Regions from separate parts of the Sus scrofa genome. Here region 1 is linked to region 2. The links are chromatin contacts, called in public Hi-C maps. All regions are on one chromosome and are shown on one strand. The core of a region is the stretch at or near the end of the contact, and the rest is flanking DNA. Distances in the headings are between cores, read along the strand shown. Region 1 holds the start of MISP (mitotic interactor and substrate of PLK1). Region 2 holds the start of GRIN3B (glutamate receptor ionotropic, NMDA 3B).

The links. A called contact is a pair of places that touch in the nucleus more often than the background predicts.
Region 1: a Hi-C map of epiblast stem cells shows a contact between it and region 2, with 2.8 times the contacts expected there. The contact joins the promoter of MISP here to the promoter of GRIN3B in region 2. A contact is called at or near these places in 1 of 5 promoter capture datasets (fetal skeletal muscle), 8 of 47 Hi-C or Micro-C datasets (alveolar macrophages, embryonic fibroblasts, epiblast stem cells and 4 more) and 1 of 2 datasets of contacts at active chromatin or transcription factors (skeletal muscle).

The regions. Positions count from the first base shown.
Region 1 is chr2:77,616,952-77,621,758 of Sscrofa11.1, reverse strand. It overlaps MISP (mitotic interactor and substrate of PLK1), which reads left to right and starts at 2,635. Exons shown (of 5, transcript XM_021084291.1): 1 at 2,635-2,786. PALM (paralemmin) reads left to right here. Exons shown (of 9, transcript NM_001038636.1): 9 at 536-1,255. The coding sequence ends at 1,062.
Region 2 is chr2:77,408,865-77,413,820 of Sscrofa11.1, reverse strand. It overlaps GRIN3B (glutamate receptor ionotropic, NMDA 3B), which reads left to right and starts at 1,943. Exons shown (of 9, transcript XM_003353966.4): 1 at 1,943-2,368; 2 at 3,951-4,540; 3 at 4,949-4,956. The coding sequence starts at 1,943.

The DNA of each region.
Region 1 (4,807 bases), core at 1,386-3,885, 210 kb before region 2:
CTTTAGGGTATTTACCCGAAAAACAGAGATGGAGTGAATAAACGAAACTCTAAGATCATCTGCATGGACTCCAGGAAGGAGGAAATCAGGATCCCAACAAATCCGCATGAAGGGAAACATGCCTAGACTGGGAGAAAGAGCATGGTCCAGACCCAGCCAGCTGTATGACCCTGGGCTAGTACTTCCCATCTCTCTCTGAACTCCATTTTCTTTGCAATGGAAAAACAAACAAACCAGACCTACTTTGCATGGTGATCATGGGGGAACAAGTCACCTGGAGAATACAGAAATGCTTCAAAACACCAGAAAATCCCAATTCAGCTATTCCTTCTTGGTTTCTAACATATACTTCGGTGCCTATAAAACTTCCCCTGTGCACCGATTTGGGTCCACAGATCTCAGTAGGAGCTTTAATGGTCACTGGGCTCCAAAGGGGTAATTTTAGTTTATGGTTCCCCTTTAGCCTAGAGGTGACTCCGCCTTGCCAGGCCTTCCCTGTCTGGGAACCACCTCACCCTGTCTTTCTCCCCACCAGTGGTCCATGCAGTGGACGGCACTGCTGAGAATGGAATTCACCCGCTGAGCTCCTCTGAGGTGGACGAACTCATCCACAAGGCAGACGAGGTCACACTGAGTGAGGCGGGGTCGGCGGCTGCACCGGAGACCCGTGGACCGTCGGAGGAGGTGGTCCGGACCACGCCCTCCAGGCGGGAGATCACAGGTGTTCAGGCCCAGCCGGGCGAGGCCACTTCTGGCCCGCCGGGCATCCAGCCTGGCCAGGAGCCTCCAGTCACCATGATCTTCATGGGCTACCAGAACGTGGAGGATGAGGCGGAGACCCAGAAGGTACTGGGCTTGCAGGACACGATCACCGCGGAGCTGGTGGTCATTGAGGACGCTGCTGAGCCCAAGGAGCCCGCCCCGCCCAATGGCAGTGCGGCCGAGCCCCTGGCCACCGAGGGTTCCAGGGAGGAGAACCAGGTGGGGCCTGAGGCCCCTGCCAGCGATCCCCAGGACCTGGACATGAAGAAGCAGCGCTGTAAATGCTGTTCCATCATGTGAGCTGCCCGGCCCCCAGACCCTGGCCCTGCCCTCCGTACCAGACACCCACAGCCCGCCTTCCCGGCGCCTGCCCACCCTCCACCCACAGTCATGGGCCCAGGACATGCTGTGTTGTCACACGTTCCTCCCGAGTTTTCTTTCACTGGAAAGAGAGGGACAGGGGTTCCCCATCCCATCAACCCCCCACACACCCCCAAGCCACTGAGCCGTGCACCCACGCCTGGTAGGAGAGACACGGACACACCCGCTTCTCCCCAAACGAGGGCCCTCCCCATGTCACCGTGTCACGGCAGCTTCACAGATGCGGCTCTCGCCCATGGCGGTCCTGGCTGGTGTGACCTGGGGCCTCGTCGCAGCCCCCAACCAGCCCACCACCCTCTGGGCCTCCTGCCTGTGCCTTCCTGCCACCTCCAATGAGGTCCCTGAGGGGTCCCCCGCCGGAGGGGATCCTGAGAGCCAGGGGTTCTGGGGCCGTAGCCCCGGAGGTGGGGTCCCTGGCCGAGGTCCCCAGTCTGTATCTCAGGCAGCAGAGCAGAGGCTTGCCTCCAGGGGCGGGGCTCAAGGTCTTGGAATGCAGTCGGGACCCCCCTCGGTACCCACCCCCCGCCCGCCTGATGGGCCCCTCTCCCCACGCCCTCTTTGAGCGCAGCCGGTGGATGATGGAGCCTGGAGACGCTCCCCCAACGCGGGAGGGTTGTGACACCCCCCCCACCCCTACCCCCCCGGGGCTGGGCCGGGAGTCTTGAGCTGCCTCCTGAGCGAGGCTGGGCCATGTGAGCCCCTGTTCCTGAGCTCCCAATCCCACTGGGCCCTCCTTCCTCCTGGTGCTAATTCAGGGAGCCTGGGGGAGCGCCATGGCCCCCTTCCCCAGCCTGCTTGAACCGGGGTCCTGGGTCCTGCTAACCCTACCCCAGAGACGAGGCCCACCGCCAGCTCTGCTGGGCTTGGCGAGTTCCAGGTGGTGGGGAGGGTCACCTGGCCCGGGGCGGGGAGCTTCCCCGGGTGGTAGCCGGAGACCCCCATTGGCTGCGCAGCCTGATGTGTGCCTGCCCCCCATCACTGGAAGGGGCGAGGGCGCCCCTTCCAGGGGCGGCTGACACCCGGATGTGCACGTCTCCCTGGCTGCAGCCACACCCAAGAGGCCCGTTGGCGCACGCAAGCGTTCGCAGACCCTCTCCCGCGTGGGCCGTGATGAGCAGGCCCCACCCTCGGGGCCTGTAGTGCCCAGAACCCAGGCCACGCCCGCCTCCCTAGGGTGGGTGCGGGGGCCCGCCCTGGACCGCAGCCTGGGTCCCCGTCTCAGCCCCGCCCCTGGGCGGCTGGGGGAGAGGCCTCTCGGAAGTGCCCCTGCGCGGTGGCCGTGGCCCCCCTAGTCCGCCCCCTTCCTCGAGCTGTGAGCCTCCGCTGAAGTGCCCTTGCCGCCCCTACGCTTTCGATGTGTGACGAGGCCCCGTGTTCCCGACTTTCCCAGAGAAGCGAATAAACAGTGTGAACAGCCCTAGGGCCTGGAGTTCTTGAATTTCACCTGGGCGGGAGGGCGTGGCCAGGCCGGGGGTGGGGCCCTGCGGGGCGCACTGGCCTCAAAAGGAGCTCACCCAGGTCCAGCGGAGCTGGTTTCTCCCGTTCGCGGCCTGGTACCCCTTGGGCTCACCCTGGTCCAGTGGGCTGGGGTGTTGGCGGAGGCCCCGTCTGCACCTGTGCACCGCCGAGCGGCACCTGGGCAGGTAAGCCTGGCGGTGAGGGGTCTTCCTTTCTGTTTCCTCTGGAGCCCGCGGGTTCCACCCTGGCCCTTCCTTTGGCTGTGAGACTGCCCCTTGCTGGGTTCACAGCCCCCTGGAGAACAGAAGAGGCCCCACAGATCCCCGCTAAGCTCTACAGAGACACCGGTCCCTGGGAAAGGGGTGGGAACACAGGGAGGCAGCATTTATGGGTGCTACCATCCCACTTGTGTCTCCCAGTGTGATCTAGGGGAGCCAGGACCCCTCCGGGCCTTGGTTTGTCCATCTGTCCAGCGGGCTGTATGAACCCTGAGGGGACAGCCACATCTACCAGGCTCCCGCCCGACATGCTGGGTGGTCCAGCCTCTGCCCTTTGGGGGCCCTGGTTCCCCTGCTGCGAGCAGTCAGGGAGTACTATCATGGGGAGGGGGCTCAGGTTCAAAGCCCAGCCCCACTGCTGACACTCTGCCCTTAGGGGGAACTGGAAAATTCCTGTGGCTCACTTTCTATATTTGCAAAAGCTGGATCTAGGGAACTATAGGGGTGTTGGGAGGAGAAAAGGAGGCCATGTACCCCAGGTTTGACAAGTCTGCCACATTTACACACACTATCATTCTGGACTTGTCCTCAAATCCCCCCACCTTGGGGCAAATGAGCTGGAGGCCCATTTGATGGAAGAAGAGATATGTTTGTAGGGGACCCAAAGTCAGCAGAGGGGCAGAGCAGGACAGAGCCCTAGCCTGGGGTACGAAAGCCCCATCTGTGTCCCCTCCCCGTAGACTGACTGCTGTGCCCCATGGCCCATTTGCTTTGCAGACCCTGGGCTGGCAGGTGCTCTGCCCCCGACCAGGAATCAGGCAGGACAGGGAGTTCCTGTCTTGGCTCAGTGGTTAACGAATCCGACTGAACCATGAGGTTGCGGGTTTGATCCCTGGCCTCGCTCAGTGGGTTAAGGATCTGGCATTGCCGTGAGCTGTGGTGTAGGTCACAGACACGGCTCAGATCTGGTGTTGCTGTGGCTCTGGCGTAGGCTGGCGGCTACAGCTTGGATTCGACCCCTAGCCTGGGAACCTCCATACACTGCGGCAGCTGCCCTAGAAATGGCAAATAGACAAAAAAGAATCAGGCAGGACAGCTGAGCGCCTGGGGCGACCTGCCACCAGTCTCCAGCCTCAGTGGGCCTGGCCTGGCCCATCCCAGTGTTTTCTGGCACCTTTGGTGTTCTCGTTTGGTCCTTTATGTAGAAGCGGGCTGGGGGATCCTCCCAGCCCTGTGACCCCCTTCCCCCCAGCTCAGAAGGGTTAAGTGGGATTTGAACCCAGGCCCAGCTGAACCCCCAGAGACTAGGAAGCCAGGCTTCTCCCAGAAGGAGTTCTCTGGGGAAATGGCCCCAAAGGGTGGGGTGGACTGGAATGAGCCAGGCGGCCCACTGGGGCTTCAGAATTGGACTCTGCTGAGAAACAGCAGCTGGTTCATAGAACTGCTGGGTGAGCCTGAGCAGTTCTGAGAGGTGGTGTCAGGGCCAGACTCAGCTCCTCCTGCTCTGTGCGCTGGGGGCCCTGGGGGCCGAGGGGCAGGGCGCAGTGGGCGTGGTGCCTGCCCAGCACTCAGCCAGCGTCATCTTTCTCCTCCTCTGGACTTTGTCTGGAGCCCAGGTGGGGCCTGGGGGGGAGAGGGCACACCTGCTTCCCAGGGCGGGGCCCTGTCCCCTGGCAACCTGGGGCAGAGCAGGCTGGGAGGTCTCTGTGCTGTCCACACGGAGCCAGGCTTAGAGGTTGTTACAGGTGGAGAGCCAGCAGGTGAGGGCCAGGCAAGTGTCCCATGTGGGGTGGGGTCTGCTTTGGCATGGGATTTTGTGTGCCAGGGGCCCCATCTGGTCAGCTGGGGGGCTGTCAAGGGGAAGGGAGGGAGCCCCCATCACCAGCCCTTCCCCACCCCATTTCTCCTGGGCCCAGTGAGGCCCCAGGGGCTGGGGGGGGGCCTCCCCTTCCTCCACCCCCAGGCTGGCTCCAAGGCCTGAATCAAGT
Region 2 (4,956 bases), core at 694-3,193:
CTCGTAAAGATGGAGAATGGAGGCACAGTATCTAGGGAGCCCAGCCAGGTTGCACGTGGACAGAGGCAGTTAGATTCCAGCCTGATAATGGGGAGATAACGGCCAGGTGGCACTCTGGGGAAGGCGAGGGGTGACAGCAGAACCAGAGACATGACAGCTTCAGGGAGTGCCCCTGTGTGAGTCCTGGGGGGCCCAAAGGCGCCATATGGTGCTCAGCTGCCTTCCAGAACCAGCACACAGCAGTTTGTTGACTGACTGGCCGAGCATCTGGTGACGGCCATGTTAGGGTGCAGAAGTGCCCCCCTTGGGATGAGTTCCTATTACTGAGGACTCATGTTGGCAGAGGGACCTTACCCCAAGGTGGGACAGGGCCCAGGCGATCCCTGAAGACACATTTTATCCTGGTGCCTCATCCAGAACAGTGGGGAGGAACAAAGGGGAGCAGTTCCCTTGTGTGACAGTGGCTTCAGGCAGGGAGGGAGCTGGAACCCAGGCCCCTCCCTGTCCTGGGGTTGCTGGTCAGGTGGCTGGACGAGGTGGCCTTGTCAGCTGGAAGCCAGCCACCCAGCCTGCATTAGTCATCCCAAAATTCAATCTATGCTGCTGGCTGGCACTTGGCATTTTTATTCGACTAATGGAGTGTTTTTCCTTCCTCTCTGATACTGGGTCCAAAGGAGATGCTTGGTTGTGTGTGAAAAAAAGCCAACCTTGAGTGTAGACTCACTAGTTAGAGCTGGAATGTTCTGAGCAGAGCTGCTGCCCTGCGCCCTGAGGCATCCTGGGAGAAGCCTGGCTTTCTCTGCTCCCTGAACTGGGATGAGAGAATTCCATGCAGGGAGCTGCTGCTGGGTCCTTACTTGGCCAGTGTTTATTGAGCACCTGCAGCATGCCAGGGCCACAGGAAAGGTTATTTCTGGGGGTAGGTGGGGAGGAGCAGAGAACAGAGGAGACAGCTGGGGAACTGGCAGATGTCATGGAGCTACAGAAGGTTCTGGAGCAGTGGAGGGTGATATAACCGAATGTCCTTGTCTGAACAGTTGCTCAAGCAATAAGCAATTATAGAGCACCTACGGTGTGCAAGCACTCAGAGCAGTTGCCAAGCCGGACCCCCGCGCCTGCCCCCGTCTCCCAGGGTTAGCCACTAAATAATGTAAATAAAGGAACAAAAAAAGGTGAGAGTGTGCTTTCGAGTTAATGTAGGCAGAGGGATGTTCTGCATCCTTCTGGGTGACAAACTGGGGATGTTTTTCAAGCAAGGCCATTTGGGCACTGAGTCTTGAAGGGTAAAGGGGAGTTCTCTGGTTCAAGTTGCTGCCCACAGCTGGAAGGTGGGAGAGCTGCCCTATTGGTCCCCATCAGACAAGTCAGTTTCGCCAGGGTGCCCAGGATGTTAGAACACACTCAGGTGTGTGGGTCTGGGTGGACTGGTTCTTGGAATTAGGAGTAGGAGGACCTACTGTGTGATTATGGAGACAAATTGACCTCTTCTGGCCCTTAGTTTCTCTCATTGAACAATGGGAAATGTTCCCAGGCTGGAAGGGGGAATGAAGAATCTGGGAGTGGGACAGGGGTGAGTATGGGGAACCTATTTTGAAGCAAACCTCGGTTTCACCATCTGTAGAATGAGAATAACCCCTCCACAGAGCCAGGAAGAGCGGTGGTTAGATCTCACCCAACCCCACTGATGTGCACCTCCACCCCGCCCGCCTTGAGTGGCTATCTGAGCCTCAGTTTCCCGCCCTGGCTAGTGGTTCCCACTCCTCCCTCGCCGGTTGCTTAGCGGTGGGGGACCGGGAGGGCCGAGGGCGGGCGCAGGTGGGCGGACTCAGGCAGCGAGGGAGGCGCCTGCATGCGGGGGTGGCGCGGCTGGGGCTGGCCAGGACCCCGCCTCCCGCGGTACCACCCGCGGCTCCGCCCCGCGGCGCCCGCCGGCAACTTCGGGATGGAGTTTGTGCGGGCGCTGTGGCTCGGCCTGGCGCTGGCGCTGGGGCCGGGGCCCGCTGCGGGCCACCCGCAGCCGTGCGGCGTCCTGACGCGCCTGGGGGGCTCGATGCGCCTGGGCGCCCTTCTGCCCCGCGCGCCCGCCGCCCGGGCCCGCGTCCGCGCCGCCCTAGCCCGGGCCGCCCTGGAGCCGGGGCTGCCGCACAACCTGAGCCTGGAGCTGGTGGCTGCCGCGCCCCTCGCCCGCGACCCCGCCTCGCTGGCCCGCGGTCTGTGCCAGGCGCTGGCGGCACCGGGAGTGGCGGCCGTGCTCGCCTTCCCCGAGGCGCGGCCCGAGCTGCTGCAGCTGCACTTCCTGGCGGCCGCCACCGAGACCCCCGTGCTCAGCGTGCTACGGCGGGAGGCACGCGCGCCCCTCGGCGCCCCGGTACGCGCGGACGCCGCGGTTAGGATGCGCGTGGACCCGGGGTCCGGATAGCAGAGTCCTTGGGATGCACGAGACTCAGACTTTTGGACCTTCTGGACCGTAGATGCGGGAGCCCCCAGGGACACCTAGGAGTCCGGGTGACAGGAGCCCCGGGATGGCCCTCGGGCTCGTGGGAAGAACCGCTTCATCTCGGATGTCCCCGGAGCTCAGGGACGCGGAAAGAGAGGCGGGAGCCCAGGGGCCCAGAGACCTAGAGCCATGGGCCTGCGGTTCGGGAACCCCGCGAGCCGCCTCTATACCCCAGATGGCAGATCCCACAGGACGCTTCCCTGGCCTTGGCAGCGGACTCCCCCTCGAAGCGCGGCCCCCTTCCTGGCTCCGAGGACGCCTCCCAATTCCCAGATTCCTACCGTGTAGGGCCGTGGGGCCAGGATGAGGAAGCAGGTCTACCTGCTTGCTCTCTAGGGGCTGTGGCTTCACACCTTTCTCCTTCCAGAATCCTCACAGAGGCCCTCAAGGCCAAGGCCACCCCCAACCCGCAGCCTCCCTAATGGCTTTCTCAGGTCCCCAGGGGACACCCTGATACTCCAAACCCCTCCCTCCTCCACCCACTTCTAGTTCTTGGAGTTTATTCTCTCTTCTTAATTTCACCCCCATCCCCTCAGGCTCGGATTTAGGTCCGAATAACTCGAGGAGAGAAGAGTGGCAGAGCTCTGGGGAGACCCTGTTGTGTCTCAGGGAAAGACCACCCCTATTCTCAGGGCCAGCAGGGAAAGGCCTGCCACCAGGACATGAGGGCTAGTGTGTGTGGGGGGTGTCTCACTGCCTCCACACCGAGCTTGAAGCCCCTCCAGGCCTTCCTTCTCGAGACCAGGGAGACCCTGATCCTAGAGGAAGCCCTGGCTCTCCTTAACCTCCACTATCCCTGCCCCCATCCCACGGGAGAGACGCAGGACCCAAATCCAGGCCTGTAGCGCCCTCTGCAGCCGGATCCGGGAACTGCACCCCTGAAGTAGGAACCGTCAGGATACCGAATTGACTCTGCTGCCACTGGTCTGAGCAGCAGCCCCCTAGTCTGTTCCCAGGCACTCAGCATCCTGTCCCATCCAGACAACACCCTAGGTTCCTGAGATGTCTGGCAAAGCTCTCTCATCCTTCCCACACTCAAAGCAAATTCAGAGGAGCTTTCTGAGTGCCCCTGGGCGCAAAGGGAGCCCATAAGTCCCTGGCTTGCTTGGGGCATCTGAATAGAGGAGGGATAGTGGAGCTGGGTTTTGAAGGATGTGTAGAAGTTGGCTGATAGAGATGGGAAAAGGGTATTCCAGCGGGCGAATGCAAAAGGTCTCAGGGTGACTAGAGCCAAGAGAGCAGACCCTAAATGTGAGGCCAGAGCAGGGCTTTGTGCTAATGGTGATGGGGAGACACAAGAGGGTTTAGAGCAGGGTGGGGCTCAGAAGAAGCTGGCACAAGAGGTCCAGTTATAGAGGTGACGTGTTTTTACTGAACATCTACTGATGGGGGTGGGAAAAGTGTGGTGGGACATTGAGGTCACCAGCCCTAACCGTGACCACTCCTTTGCCAGAACCCATTCCACCTGCAGCTGGACTGGGCCAGCCCCCTGGAGACGCTGTTGGATGTGCTGGTGTCTGTGCTTCAGGTGCACACCTGGGAGGATGTCGGCCTGGTGCTCTGCCGCGTGAGGGACCCCAGTGGCCTGGTGGCCCTCTGGACAAGCCGGGCTGGCTGGGCCCCGAAGCTCGTGCTGGACCTGAGCCGGCAGGACCCTGGCAATGCAGGCCTGCAGGCACGCCTGGCCCCACTGGGAGCGCCAGAGGGGGGCACTGCCCCAGTACCCATAGCGGTCCTCCTGGGCTGCGATGCAGTGCGTGCTCAGCAGGTGCTGCAGGCTGCACCCCCTGGGCCCCGCTGGCTGCTGGGCACCCCGCTGCCCGCTGAGGCCCTGCCTACCGAGGGCCTGCCTCCTGGGCTGCTGGCGATGGGGGAGGTTGCTCGGCCCCCACTGGAGGCCGCCATCCATGACGCAGTGGAACTAGTGGCCCGCGCGCTGGGCAGCGCGGCCCGTGTGCAACCAGAGCGTGCCCTCCTCCCCACCATGGTCAACTGCAATGACCTGCAGCCTGGGTCCGAGTCCTCTGGCCTCTTCCTGGCACGGTGAGCAGGGACCCTGCTGCAGGAAGCCACCTCTGCCTGTGGGTCACGAGAGGCAACATTATCAGGCACTTGCTGGGTGCTGTGTCCCCACAGGAGAGGCGGTTTGTCCATCCTGGGTGGAAACAGCAGAAGAAGGGGATTCTGCTGGAGGGGATGTGCTGTGGGAGAGGCGGGAGGGGCAGGGGAGGGAATGGGTGAGTCTCCGCCTGACCTGAGGGAGCCCCGAGGCCCCACCTGGGTGTCAGAACAGGGCAGCTGCTGTTGCTTTGGGGTGGGCCATCTTCACAGTCTCCAGGGCGCCGGTGCCCCGGCTGGGAAAGGGCCCTCCAGCGCCTACCATGGCTTCTCAGTGCTTAGAGAGGTGTCTGGGATCCCTCCGCCATCCTGACTCCACCCCACCCCCACCAGGTTCCTGG